Linked DNA regions of Lactuca sativa: region 2 is linked to region 1. A link is a contact called in public Hi-C data. All regions are on one chromosome and are shown on one strand. Each heading gives the region's core, a stretch centred on a gene start, on an enhancer-like site or on the middle of the called end of the contact. The rest is flanking DNA. Distances are from core to core; before and after follow the strand shown.

What was found. A called contact is a pair of places that touch in the nucleus more often than the background predicts.
Region 2: a Hi-C map of leaf shows a contact between it and region 1, with 3 times the contacts expected there. The contact joins the promoter of LOC111913122 here to the promoter of LOC111912397 in region 1. A contact is called at or near these places in 2 of 4 Hi-C or Micro-C datasets (both in leaf).

The regions. Positions count from the first base shown.
Region 1 is chr4:323,802,664-323,810,185 of Lsat_Salinas_v11, reverse strand. It overlaps LOC111912397, which reads left to right and starts at 4,071. Exons shown (of 5, transcript XM_023908131.3): 1 at 4,071-4,511; 2 at 4,778-4,856; 3 at 4,965-5,561; 4 at 5,638-5,889; 5 at 6,593-6,986. The coding sequence starts at 4,088. The coding sequence ends at 6,746.
Region 2 is chr4:324,226,558-324,234,079 of Lsat_Salinas_v11, reverse strand. It overlaps LOC111913122 (protein NEOXANTHIN-DEFICIENT 1), which reads right to left and starts at 3,340. Exons shown (of 11, transcript XM_023908850.3): 1 at 3,206-3,340; 2 at 779-845; 3 at 590-673; 4 at 421-484; 5 at 255-301. The coding sequence starts at 843. It overlaps LOC111913123 (a long non-coding RNA gene), which reads left to right and starts at 3,203. Exons shown (of 2, transcript XR_002857430.3): 1 at 3,203-3,342; 2 at 3,651-3,855.

The DNA.
Region 1 (7,522 bases), core at 2,822-5,321:
AAATCCATAAATATATATTGAAATGAAGGATCCCTCGCAACTTACAACAATGGTCCTTTCTTTTTTATTATATGTTCAAATTTTATCCTTTTATATATTTTTTTTCTATATTTACCTAATTTTTGTAGCTTAAATATATTATTAAATTATTATTATATTTTATATATAGCATTTAATTGTTCTTACTACACAAACGATCTCATTTATATTCCAAAATTTTAGAATATTATATACTATTTCAATTATACAAATACAATTAACGTATAAATATTGTTAGAATCATATAAATTAAAAAATAAATAGTAACATTTATATATGATTTGTCCAATCAAATACTGAATCTGTAAAAGCAAACACTCTATCCAAAATAAAATGTCACTATTTATTGAAATCTCATAAAAGCTAAAGCTGCATGAATTGTCATGTCTAAAAATTTTAATTGATTTTATTGTTCTTTTTGATGCTATAAATTTGATCTTACGAGCCAAGGTTCTTCATCATTCTTACAAAACTGTTTCCACGCAATTATACATTCTCAGTCTTTCATGCTTCCATAATATTTACATGATTAGTTCTTTCATATATTTAACATAAGGTATATATAATTTCTAAATATTTTTGCATATTTTTTGTCAAAACGCTATATATATGATACTAATTTGCATATGTTATCATATGATTTGTCTTGCAGTTATATTCATGGCTCTAAATCGTCCATTTATGATTACTCTCTATTGGGATGACAATGTTGAATATGAGAATGGAATCATCAAGGGCGACGAATCAATTGTGTCTGCTTCAGACATTATTAGGCAAAAAATACGGTACGAACAATTTCAAGATTTGGTTTATGCACTTGTTGGAGTCAAAAAATCTTCATATAAGTTGAATATGTCATTATGTTACCAATATTCTCGGAGATCTAATATTGCACCACTTATAAATGATTCAACCTTAGACATGTTGTATTATTTAGCTGAGACTGATGAAAATTATTGGGGTCAAGTTTGTGTTGAAATTGAGAAAATAGTGATACCTACAAATATTAGTTTGGTAGATCTCCTTCGTAATTTTGAAGTACCATTTCCTTTGTCGAGTGATGATAGATTTGAGCCAAATAATGAGTTTGGATTTGATGATCCCAACTCAGAATGCAGTAGCGAGTCACTAAGCCATATTGAGGAAGAATCAGATGATGTGAGTGACAATCTCGTTGTAGACTTTATGAATGATGTTGGAAATATAGGAGATGATGTCGTAGAAAATTTAGAGGACAACGTTCATATAGATGTTTGGAAGGAAACAGAAAACAAAATTAGGTTAGGAATGCAATTTGAAAGTAAGCAGTAGGTGAAAAATGCAGTAATACTTTGGTCTATCAGTCAAAATAGAGAGTTTAGGGTGTATGAAAGTAAACATAACAATGGTGTCTTTTATATGATGAAAATCACCGATGGGGTTTCTTAACTACTAATATCTATGAGAGTATGAACAATGCATTACGAGGAGCGAGACAATTGCCAATTAGGGTGTGTATTGACCTTACATTCAACAGAACAGTGCAACTTTTCAGAAAGTATAGTGGTATTGCAATGAACTGCATTACACCTCTACAAAATACAAATAAAAAAATATAACAAGATGTAGTGGTAACATATTTCATAAAATAAGGGTCAATGTTGAATATTTTTATGAACTATTTTGTATATTTAATATTTACGTAAATATAATAAGATGTAGTAAAAATGCAGAAAAAAGTATATAAAAGGATAAAGTTTTAACATATTATAAAAAACCTTGGACTATTGTTGTAAGTTGTGAGGGATCCTTTATTTCAATATGAATTGATTTAGTGAGCCAGCAGCCCCATTTCTACAAAGGCATTCAAAACAACCCCATTTCTACCAACCTTTTTAAAAAAACTGCCCCATTTTTACAAATAACTCGGTGAAGTACAGATAGAACTTACGTATGCATCTCCATTTTAAAAATGACCTAAAGGACCCCTAAAAAAAGAAGGAAATCAACAGATCAGAAGGAAATAAACAGACGATCTAAGGGACCAAAAGAGACAAATCTGCTCCAAATATACTGTTACAATTCTTCAGAACTTTAATATATATATATATATATATATATATATATATATATATATATATATATATATATATATATATATATATATATGAGGGTTCAGTTGAGAAAAAAAAGGTTGAGAATAGGGGAATCATTCTCAGCCACTCATTTATTTTTGCCGCAAAAGCCTCCGTCGTACCAGCAGAAATGGGAAAGGAATAGACATGTGTTTTCCAACAAAACATGTTTCCTTAAACTATGCTAATCGTTACCTTAATATATACAAAAACATAGTTTTTTCGTTTTTTTTTTTAATTTTTAAGAAGCTATTTTTATCGAAAAATGATTTTAAATATACAAAAAATCATGATTTTTTATTCTCTACAAATAGACATCCATATTGATATAGTTTTAAGATAAAATAAAAAAATTATTATTTTTTTTTTATATTTTCAGCTATCGTTATTCATAAGTGAATAAAAATGAATCAGGTTTTTACTACAGTACATTCGTTATTCAGTTATGAATAAAAACTATGATTTTTTTTTTCAATTTAAGTATAATTCATATATGAATATAGCATATAATAAATATAGTATATTCATATTTAAATATTAGACGATGCATTCATTTATGAATATTACATAGTATATTCACTTGTGAATATTAGATGGTATATTCACTTATGAATATTAGATAATATTTTCATATCTGAATATTACATAGTATATTCATTTGTGAATATTAGATGATATATTCACTTATGAATATTACACAGTATATTCAAATATGAATATTACACAGTATATTCACATATGAATATTACACAGTATATTCATATATGAATATTACAAGGTATTTTCACAAATATATATAATTTTTATATGTTATTCACATATGAATAACATACAGACTTGTATATTTGTTTTTTTGTTTTAATAATCATATACTGAGAAAATATATTCATATATGAATATAACATGGTAATTTAGTTTATGCATTTCATCAAACAGTTGGAGTGCATACAATGTAACTTTTTCTAAAAATGTTAAAAACATGATATTTTGACTATTTAAATCTTACAAAAGAGTAGATTGATAGAGAATTATATGAAATTTTTCAAAAAAAAAAAAAAAAAAAAAACGATTTGGTCTTTTTCTAACCTCAGTTTTGAAGTTTTATTTGATAATCGATGTTGAATGAATGATATGAAGTGAATTTTTGTTGATTATCGATGATGTTGATCTAATAACGCTGTGAGTATAATTAATCATAGATGTTGAAGATCTGATCGTATTCAAGCACAATTGAAGGTTGAATTAAGAGAACCAAAAACGAATTTTTGTTGTTAACTGTTGAATCGTGTTGATTATTAACGAAGATCGATGATTGATTAGCACTGGATGATGTTGATGATCGTTTAATTGAAGAAATCTGAATGATTGTTGAAAGTTGGAGAATAAATTTGGATGATGAACTATGAATGAGTTTGAACTGTAATCTAATTCTCTATAGATACGTATTTGAGATTGAAGGTTGTTATCATATTTACAAGTTTGCCACCGTGTGTTTTTATGTTTATATAAAATGAATGGTTGAGAATAATTCCCCCATTCTCAATCTTTTTTATTTTCTAAATTGAACCAACCTCTCTCTCTCTCTCTCTCTATATATATATATATATATATATATATATATATATATATATATATATATATATATATATATATATATATATATATATATATATATATATTCCGAAGTAAGCAATTATTTTTCAAAAAGTAAAAAATAATGGTTATTTTTTCAAAGGTTTTGTTTGTAATGCTTAGTTTAATGAATTTAATGAATTTTCCTTTTTTTCAAACACTATCGAATGCATACACGAAATATCATGGAGGGGCAAAAGTGTCACGAAGTGAATAAACAAGGTAGATAGTTGAAATATCAACATCATCAATACTATACATTCAAGTCCTCCAATAAAGGGAGGGTTTTAGTTTTACCAGAAATGAGCATTTCTGAACTTCTTCCCGCCACTAAAAACCCTAGAAAATGGAGGTTCACATGGGAATCCAATTCTCACGTCCCCATTATCCGGTTATACCTCTTTCACCCCAACACCAAACCCTCATCTCAATGCACCGATTTGAAGGTGACTATTTTATCGGATAAATCTCTACTCGAAGTTACTTGGCTCGACAAAAATCAAGTAGGGTCACCGGCGACGGCAGCGTCACTTTGGGTTCCGATTCCTAGGGTCTTGATCGATGTTGATTCGCCTATTAATTTGCGAGTACTGGATGATCACATCGAAGTTAAATTTGTTCTGATTCTTCCCGTCGACCACCCGATTATATCGAATTTTGATTTTGAAGCTGGTGATGAGAATGAATTGGAAGATGATGAACTTCAACCTCTTCAATTGGATTCTGGTAATGCAAATATGTTCTTTTTATTTTTGATTTTCAGCATTCATTGGCATCTTAGCTCTTAGCATTATTCACCAGCACTAAAGTTATATTGCATCAAACAAAGAACCGGTATATGGTACTCTGTAATGGTGTGCAAAGCTACTTAGAACATTTCATCTTATTCCTCTTCTGCATATCATTTATCCTTCACACTATCTTCTTTTCCAATGTGCACTTCGTGTTTCTCTTGTATTTCATTCTTATCCATTTGAACTTTGTGAATTCAGATCTTAAGAAGCTGGCTTCTTGTGGAGAGGTGCAGTTTTATTGCAGAGGTTGCTCTACCAAGTTAACAAGAGCTGTTCAGTAGGATTCTCTCCCCATTAACACCATACCTTCTACATTCATTCTTTGAGTCATTCTATAACACTTTCTAATAGTTAACCTAATAGTGAATCCGAATCATATACACAGATTTTTCAAGGAAATGCCATCTGTTAATTGGCGTGAGGCAGCTGATAACTGGTTTGGGACTTGTTGCTGTTCTTTTGGGGGTGTAAGTGAGAAACTTGTAGCAAAATATGCCAACTCATACACATGTTCATCAGGAATGTGCCTAGTGGATGCTACCTCTGTTGTCATCTCCAAAGATGACTTAATAGGACATACATTTCCTGACAAAATTAAACTCCAAGAACACAAATCTCTTCATTCTTTGAATAACAGCTTTAAAAAGCTGAATGTTGATCATGGTAGTCAAAATGAAAAACTCCATGATCATGAATGTGTCCATGTTCATGAACATGAAGAGGAAACACTTGATACAAATGAGTTACTAGCAAACAAAACTAGTCTCCTCAATGGTCTTCTTGGAAATAGCTTCATGGTCACATCTCCATATCTTTCAAAAGACATAAAATGGAGTGAAATCTCATGTCCTAATTGCTCATGTCTTCTTGGAGCATTCCCACATGATAATCTTGATGGTTTCCCATTGAATGATAGTGTTCACTTGTTCAAATGTTTCATATCTACTTCACTACCAATTGGAGGTTCAAATGACCTTTTTAGGTAAATTTTATATCTTTATGTTATTACTTTTTAGGTTTAGATCATGATTTTTATGTGGTTTGATGAATCTTTGCAGGAAATACAGTTTAGAGAGGATGTTCAGTAGCCAGTTGTTGGAAAGTGCAAAAGATGAACTCTCATTCAGAACAGTGGTTAGAAATCTGCAAACAAGATCTCCAATGTTGCAAATTGTTCTGATAAACCCTAATTCATGGTGCTCATTTGGGGATTGTATGGATGAAATGGTATCGATTCCCAAGATCAATATCTACCCTATGATTAAAGTGCTATTTTCAGACTGCAGTAACACCACTGAATCTCAGCTAAGGTTTGTTAATATCATCTTAATTTTTTCTTTCTTTCTTCTTGACCTTTAAAAAAGGTTTCTTTCAGTTTTTTTTCTTTAGTGAAATGCACTTTTTGTCCCTATAGTTTTCAAATAGACAAAATGACAGAAATGGTCCCTGTGAGAGAATTTTTTTACTGAAATGGTCCCTGTATAACAAAATTACAAAAATGATCCCGTTTTAAGATACAGAAATGGTCCCTCTGTAGGAAATAGATGAAATTACAGAAATGAAAAATGGTCTTTCTGTAGGAAATAGACGAAATTACAGAAATGGTCCTTGTGTAAGAGAAAGTTACAAAAATGGTCCATGTGTAACAAAGTTAAAAAAAAAATGGTCCATGTGTAACAAAGTTACAGAAATGGTCCTGTGTAAGTAAAAGTTACGGAAATGGTCCCTGTACGTCAGACAAAATTAAAGAAATGGTCCTTGTGTTACAAAATTAAAGATCGGAAATGGTCCCTGTGTGAGAAAAAATTACAGAAATGTCCTTGTAACAAAATTACAAAAACAATTCCCATCTAAGATAAAGTTACAGAAATGGTCCCTCTGTAGGAAATATACGAAATTACAGAAATGTTTGTGAGAGCATTCAAAGGCATTTACATGTTTTACTTTTTTACTTTCTTTACTTATTACAATTACTTTCTCAATAATGAAAAACAATTTTGAATCTTTATACAGGAAACTAGATGAATGGGTTAAAAAGAATCAAGTTGAAGATGTTTACATGTTGATGACAAAAGCATTAGCAGAATCATTGGAACTAGCAAACCGAATGCTTCCACCTTCTCATGCATCTCTTCAGGGTTTGTCTTTATCTTTCTTACATAGGTAATCAACATTTTAAAACTTCACTAAAAAATTATAGTAAATTTAGTGATTAATATTTGTTATCAAGTTTGTAGTCCTAGTCTTCTAGATGATTTAGGGTTTGGAAATTAGCACCTACATGTTGCAGTTTTGTGATATTGGGCTATAAATTCACAAAAAAATATTATCTTAAAATAGCACTTTTGCTTATTTGATGAGTTTTGAGATACAAATTCTTGAAGAAACGAGATGACTTTTGGGATCATGTACTTATATTCTTAAATTAGATATGTCCGTTTTAACTAAATTGTTGATATTTGTACTTTTGAAATAGAAAGTGGTTTTAAGTCTCTTGATTTTGGAATATTTCTTGTTGAAGGATGAGTTGATCTTGCATCATATTTGTAAGGTCACGTTCCATAAAAAGTAAAACCACAAGAAAATTGTGTTTGATGCCTTTTTTTTTTTTTTTTTTTTCCATTGATATAATCACAATAATATAAAATATAAAGCAATTACATCGGATTGGTTAAAAACTTATAATTGTTGCTAGAGTCATCTACTATTTATATTAAAGGGTTATTCTTCCAACAATCTATAAGTTGTTGGCCCACATTATCTTGAAAAACATCATGTGAGATGTTAATAACATCATTACATAAGTCAATACCAATTTATGGAGGCGTGTGAAGCCGATAATTTACAAGTCTTGATTTCATTCATTTTGTAAAAAAAGTTTTGAGTTGAAATTCCTACTAAATCTCCTTTGTTTAGAATATATTCTCTAATTTTCAGCGTCGT
Region 2 (7,522 bases), core at 2,091-4,590, 420 kb before region 1:
GTGAGGGGTCGGCTCGGGTCGGGTCGTGTACAATTTAATGAAATATAACTGAAAAAACCGATCAGCCACCACCATTTAAAATTTAAAAAAAAACCCGACTGAAAACATATAGTTCTTGGAATCCCATTATCTTTTCGACATTAGCTGATTGGTTTCTTAGGTGGAAAACTAAAAGTAGGTAACTATATCTAAAGAATGAAATTAACATTATAATATATGCTACGATTAGATAAAAGCATAAGCCAATAACTTACGCATGAGATATTGGTGGGTTCCAGACAATTCCTGAGATCACAACAAGCTGAATAAAACGTTGTCAATGTAAAACAATGGACTCGAATAAAACAATGCAGTTGTCTAATTATATATGCATCAACCACTTGGGGTGTGATTTGATATAGTTTATAGAAGAAAAAGAACCTCATCGAAGCTTCCAACTGGGCTCTCATTGTAGTTTGCAAGAAAGAAACCTCCTAGAGTGTATCTTTAGGCATAATAAACATACAATTATCATATGCATTGATCAATTATTTTTAATGTAAATGTGACATGAAAATCCAACTATTCATTCATGAAATTGTGGAAATACCCAAACGCTTCAACTAATTTGAACTCTTTAGGTATGACAGCCTTTGCAATTTCTGCTTTCACTAGATGAAACTGGTACAAGGCACTGTGAAGGGAGTAATAAATAAATATAGTTGCTCTTTTTAAATGTTAAAAAAAAAAATAATTAAAAGAGAAATTGATCATATATAGTAGGATATATATCACTTGCCTTCCTTTAAAAATCCAAGGAGGTTTACCATATCCTGAAGAAGATTTGGTTTCCTTAACCTCCATATCTATAAGGGATTGTCCCAACAATGGTGATTACGTTAATAATGGTTGCAAGAGTAGTTAAAGAGTTTGTAATTCCTTATTTTGTTGATTGGTGTGAGTTTTAATATATACTAGTTGTGACTTGTGACATGTATTAGATAGGTTTATTTAAAAAAAAATAAACAAACATTAAGATCTAACAATTTAGAAAATTTAAATTTATAAGAAACAAAAAGTAAAATAATAATTATTAAAATTGAAGTGCTTATGTGTATGACAAAAAACTGTTGTGTACGAATCACTTCCCTTAAATAAATAAACAACTAAAATAATTAGATTCAATTTAGAAATTTAGAAATTATAAGCAAAGTTGCATTATTGAATTGGATATACATTTATTATTACATTTATTACATTTAAGTATTATATGAAATTTTATAAAATGGAAAAACCCACAAAATGACACATGGATATAATTTAACTAAATTTACTACAAAATGACATGTGACATAATATGTAAGAGGATGACAAATGACAAAATTATTGTCATTTATTAGGAGGATTTAATTTATTTATAACTAGTTGTAAGACTCATGTATTACATGAGTTAATTTAAAAAAAAAAGAGTTAAATATAAAGATCAAAATATTTAAAAACTTTGAATTTATAAGAAAATAAGAAAAACAATGAATTATCATAATTGAAATGTTTTTTATCTTTTAAACTTAAACAACTAATTTGTAAATTTTGAAATTAAAAACTATGTTTATTAATATTGATATCCTTTTATTATTATATTTATTGCAATCATTACATTAAAATATTATGTTGAATTCAATAAAATAGAAAAACTCATAAAATGACAAGTGGAAAAAAAATTATTTCAAAATAACTATAAAATGACATTTGACAAATTAAATAAGAATATGAGATCGTAAAATAAACATTTACTTATTAGAATTGATTCCATATATTTGTTAAAGCACTACATGTTTAAGATGACATTGAGCATAATTGTACAGTGAAAAATATGGAGTTAATTAAGTTAGTGAAAAAGCTAGTCAATTTATTTTTTTGTCCAACATTAGAGTTTTTTGAAGTCAATAGTTGGGTTTTTTCGAAATAAAAAACTGCCACTTACGGTAAACCTGCTAACAAATCCGAATGAGAATAATAGAAAAATATGAGGTTTTTGAATTTTTTAAAAAATGTTTATATTTAAACAAAAAATATCAGAAAATTAAAGCTTTTCTATAAAATTAACATTTTTATATATAAAGTAGTCTAAAATTTGAAAATTCATAAATTAGTTGGAAAACCCAAATTTTCAAACTTTATTGTCATTTTGGCTTACCGTGAAGAATAACCCATAATGATAAATGTCAAACCTTATTCAAGTGAAACTCAACTCAAATTGTTCTTTAATATTCACCAATCTAATGACAAATGTCAAACCTTATAAAATGATTTTTTTTCTAATACCATTTTAAATAAAATAAACAAACTAACCGGCCCACTTCATGCAAATATATTGATTCAATACAATGTCCACCATGCCTTAAAAAAATAGCAATTTACCATTTTTTTTCTTACATTTATACAATAAGTAGAAAAAAAATGTTATATATATATATATATATATATATATATATATATATATATATATATATATATAAACTTCTCATTTGCAATAACTTTATTTCAGTTTATAATGCCATTTATTATAAGTAACTAGGTGTGAGACCCATGTATTACATGGGTTTATTTAAAAAAAATTAAATATAAAATTTTAACAATTTGAAAACTTTAAATTTATAAGAAAAATAAGAAATTTTTTGAGTTATTAAAATTAATGAGACTTTAATGCATTAGATACATTACATATATAAACCATTTTCTAATAAATACTTTATATATATATTACCTTATATATTAAATGTAGATTTTAATTTGATAAAATCAAAAATACAATAAAATGACAAGTGGAAAATAGAAAAATTTATAATTTCTAGAAAATGCCATGTGTTCAAATAAATGAGAAGAGGACATGTGGCAAAGTCATTTTCATTTATTAAGGTAGAAGCCCATTATATTAGGGTCTTTTTTTTGTCTACTTTAAGTTTATTTGGTTTTACATGATAGGAGAAGATGAACGGATTTTTATCTCTGTTTCTCAGGTTTTTCCTTTTTAACATTAGATATAACAAAATACTAATATTATATTCAACATAATATACTTTAAAACTATTTATATAATATAAAATGCTGATAAAGTCATAAAGGAGATCACTTGATTTAACTTTTTAGTTAACTTAAATATCATAAATTATAACTTAACCTGTGAGTGGAAGAAAAAAATATAAATAAAGAAGAGATGACTTACAAGTTACAAGATAACGAGCTATGCGATTGGTGACCGGCGACGCCAAATGCGAAGACGCAGAGCCCACAGATGACGGAGTCCGCCGGCGAAAAGCTGGAGGAGGTGATTCCGGTGAGGCGGAGAGAAGCTGAGAGGCGGTGGGTTTTTTCTGTTCTTATTTCTTTTTGTTATTATTATTATTTTTCTTTTTGTTGTTTTGAAGTTATAAATGGATAGTGAAAGCTAAAAGTTGTGGTAGCTGTTGCACGTTGGGATCATCAAACCCCACCATATCCGATCTCCTTACCTTATCCATCTTTCCCAATCATATTTACTACTAAATAAATTAATAATATTTACCTTGTTCATTTTTCCCTATCATATTTGTTTGTTGAAAACCTAGTTTTTTGTTTCGTAATTAAGATGATGAACAAAAGATGCATTATCCTCCTTCGACTCTTTGCAGGTATGAGCAGCTGGATTCACTAAGCTCTACAGTTAAGTCTCCATTGAAGCCATGGAAGTGCAAAATGGAGATGAAAACTGAAAAAGAACCTGAGTTCATACTTCTGACTCTTTTGATTATCTTCTTGAAAAAGAACCTTTCATTATTCTTGTTACGGATGATCTAGTCTCTATGCAAGTATAATATTATTTATACTTTCAAACTATTTCATTGCTTTGTAGTTTGGATGATATTGGTATAGTTGATTAGATCTTTTGAAATACAATGGTTTGATAGGAAGAAACCAAAGTATGATGCTATAATAAAGAAATCAACAAAAATAAATTGCTATATCTTGCATTTAACGGTTCAAATTAGGCAAGATTTTTGTTTTTCGCAAGAAAGAGAACAATCTATTTCCTCAATCTCATAAAACTTGTAACAATGTCTTTACTGTGATTTCCCATGAAAATTGCAATTATTCTACTTTTGGCAAAATTTGGAGCTCAAATTACCTATTTGTCCATTGTCATAATATTGATATCACTGATTTTTGTCTTGCAAGATCCTCATATTCTATGTTATATAAGTTTTTTTTTAATGTTACACATCATTTTAGTTTCACTATTCTTGTTATGATGTCCCTTTGTTTATCAACAAATTTTGAAGCTTTAGTTACCAATTTAATGAATATAATAAGGGCTAGATGAACATTTATTCAACAAAATTTTATGTTTTTTTTTCAATTTATGCAACATAGTGGTGCTTAATACGAAATATGCAACAAAGATATATTATAGGAACAAAAGATGCAATATTGGACATTTTTTAACCGGTTAGAAGAAGGGCGCATAATTTGCATAAGTTGAATAAATTGGTAAAAAATGGCACATTGTTATAAAATTGGTAAAAGCTAAAAATTGTGGCATAAATTGGTAAAAAAAAGTGAAATATTTTTAAGAATTTAAGTGATGCCACGTAGGGTTTAGCATTTTGACCGAACCGGAACTGGAACCTGTTCGGAAACGCAACAGGTTGGGAAGAAATCAATGGACCGTCGACCGGACCATTAGGTGTATATTGGTGCCGGTTTTCCGGTTGGAACCATACAACATGCAATGTGTATGGTACAAGTCGATGAAGTAGTTGCTATGTAATAGTTTAGATGAGTTATTTGAGTTGCTCGAAGATTTACAAGTTTATATGAGTTATTTGAGTTGTTGTCTTAAATGTTTTTAAAAATTTCTTTTAAAAAAAATACATAACTTACTTAAAACGATGTTTCTAACATCAATCATGCAATCATTTATGAAAATGTTGTAATTACGTAATTAAAAAAACTCACAAAAGTATTATTGTGACAAAAACTTACAAAAGTAATTTTTCAAACCAGGTCAACCAACAAATACATTATTTTTTAAAGGGTTATTGTCATTGTAGCCCAACAAACTTTAGTGTATTATTTTAAATGACCCCTCATGACTATTTTTTGCATTTGAAGGGCACGGACTCATGTTTTACCATTTTAAAAGGTCATTTTGGAAAATTTGAAGGGGTCACCCGGTGACACCCATCCTAATCAGTTGATTGCCAATGCCACATAATTGCCATGTAGATAAAACAATTCCAACTCATTTGCCACGTTGGTGTGAGTAAAAGACCTAATAAACGTTTGGACTTATTACTCAACTGTCCCTTTCGTCGTCTTTCTTCTTTTACCTTTTCCTCATATCCTTTGTGCAACTGTTCTTGGCACAAATCCTTTTTTTTTAAACCATTCTTCTTTCAAATCGGGAAAGTGTATCGTGGATTGTTGCTATGACCGTTTACATGAAGACAGATCTACATATTTCCAGAATTTTTACAAGGTACCCCACAATTACTTACTCAAATGGAGGGGAGCAAATGTTTGATGATGCCAATTTTGCTGGAATGGACAAGAATGAGTTTGTGGACTTCCTTCAAAGATTCGCGAATGGGAGGTGCATGAATGTTTTATTTTTGCATGTTAGATATTGAGTTCCCTGATGGATTGAGGATAATAGCTACTGGCATGGACTACATGGAATTCATCGAAGTAGGGTATGCTTCTGGTTGTGTAATTCTTGTGTACATGGATCATCTTGGTGTTAATGTACATTAATGGATTATTGATGAGCAAGTTGAAGTGTGCGGTGCTTTTGACGAATTATCTGGTGTAATTGAAGCTTATGAAGAAGTGTAATGTGGTATGGATGTTGGCATTGGCATGGATGATTTTCAAGGTGATATGGAGGATTTACAAGGTGATAGGGATGATTTGCAAGGTGATATGGAGGATTTGCAAGGTAATAGGGATGATTTGCAAGGTGATCAAGATGATGGCATTGGCATGTAAGTTGACACTGAACCTAATGAGTTCATTCCTATGAACAAGGAAGGTATCTACACCCCTTATGAGGAAATGTTTCGTTCTCCTTCCAAGCCGATGAGGGATAAGGTGTAACCCACCTTCACTCCCCATACGCATTATACAAGGCATATTGTTGCCAACTTTAGGAAAAGATTCATTAGTGTACACTATGAGACCAAGTTTTGGAAGGCAATCAAGGTATCAACTATGCCTTTATTCAATGTTGCCATGAAGGAGATTGAACTGCTTAACCCTGTAGCCTTTGCATACCTCATGGAATCAAACCCCAAATCTTGGAGTGGAGCATTATTTCAAAAGGGAAGGATGTATGATGCAGTGGAGAATGGATTATCTAAGAGCTTTAACAATGTGATTAGGGATGCAAGGAAAAATCCAATCATCACCATGTTATAAAAGATTAGATTATATGTTATGGAGAGGCTATACAATTTGAAGATCAAAGGTAGTACATAGCTTGATTACAAACCTTGCCTAATAATTACACTCCTACTCAATAAACTAAAAAGAACTCAAAGGTACTTTCTAATATTTACACTCCTAATTGTAATTAGAAACTAACTTGTGTCCTATGTTGTTGACCTAGACAAGAAGACTTGTAGTTGTAGAGTGTGACAACTTAATGGGTATGAATGTCTGCATTCAGTTGATACTATCTCATATCTGAGTATAGATGTTGGCACTTATGTGGATCCAATTTTGTGACATCCCCAATTTCACGGCAAGAAAAGACCGATTTGTTTATGCTTATTTAAAAAATCAGAGTATCCTTTTTGGAGAATAATATTGAGGAATTTGTTCCCAGAAAACATGATAAATATTTTATCAAAGCATTTCCGAAGAAATGTATTTTTTTGTATTGAGAATTTGGGATGTCATCGTCAATACAGAACCATAAGCATAAACAGACATTACGTTCATTTACACTAATGATTTACATATCCTTTAATCTGTCGGTGTAATGGATCTTCGTATCGGCACCTGTTATATAAATAAATTGAGTGGGTCAGGTTGGAAAACCTGGTGAGTACATCAGGTTTTCAACCCATAATAATATAATTATTATGTTTAATAATCAAATAGTTAACCCTGATGGGTTTTATACAAACAATCCTATGTGTACATGCAACCCTAGATGTGGATCTATGTTTTCACTATTAGTTACACAACATTATGAACACATGAAGAACCCTAACATGCTCCTAGTATTTTCGAAATTCATGAAGGAGAAAGGATTACATACCTCTTGTTGTAATGTTGTACTAACAACTTAAATCTTGAATCTTCTTGTCTTTGAAATCAAGTACCACAAGTGTAGTACCTCTAATGGCTCACAAACACCAAGAGCAAATGGAGAGGCAAGAGAGAGAGAGAGAGAGAGAGAGAGAGAGAGGAGAGGCAGAAAATCGGCTCTAGGAACTTCTAGGATCAAGTGGCCAATTTTCCTAGGCCAAGGGGTCCTTATATAGGTGTAGGGGTTAGG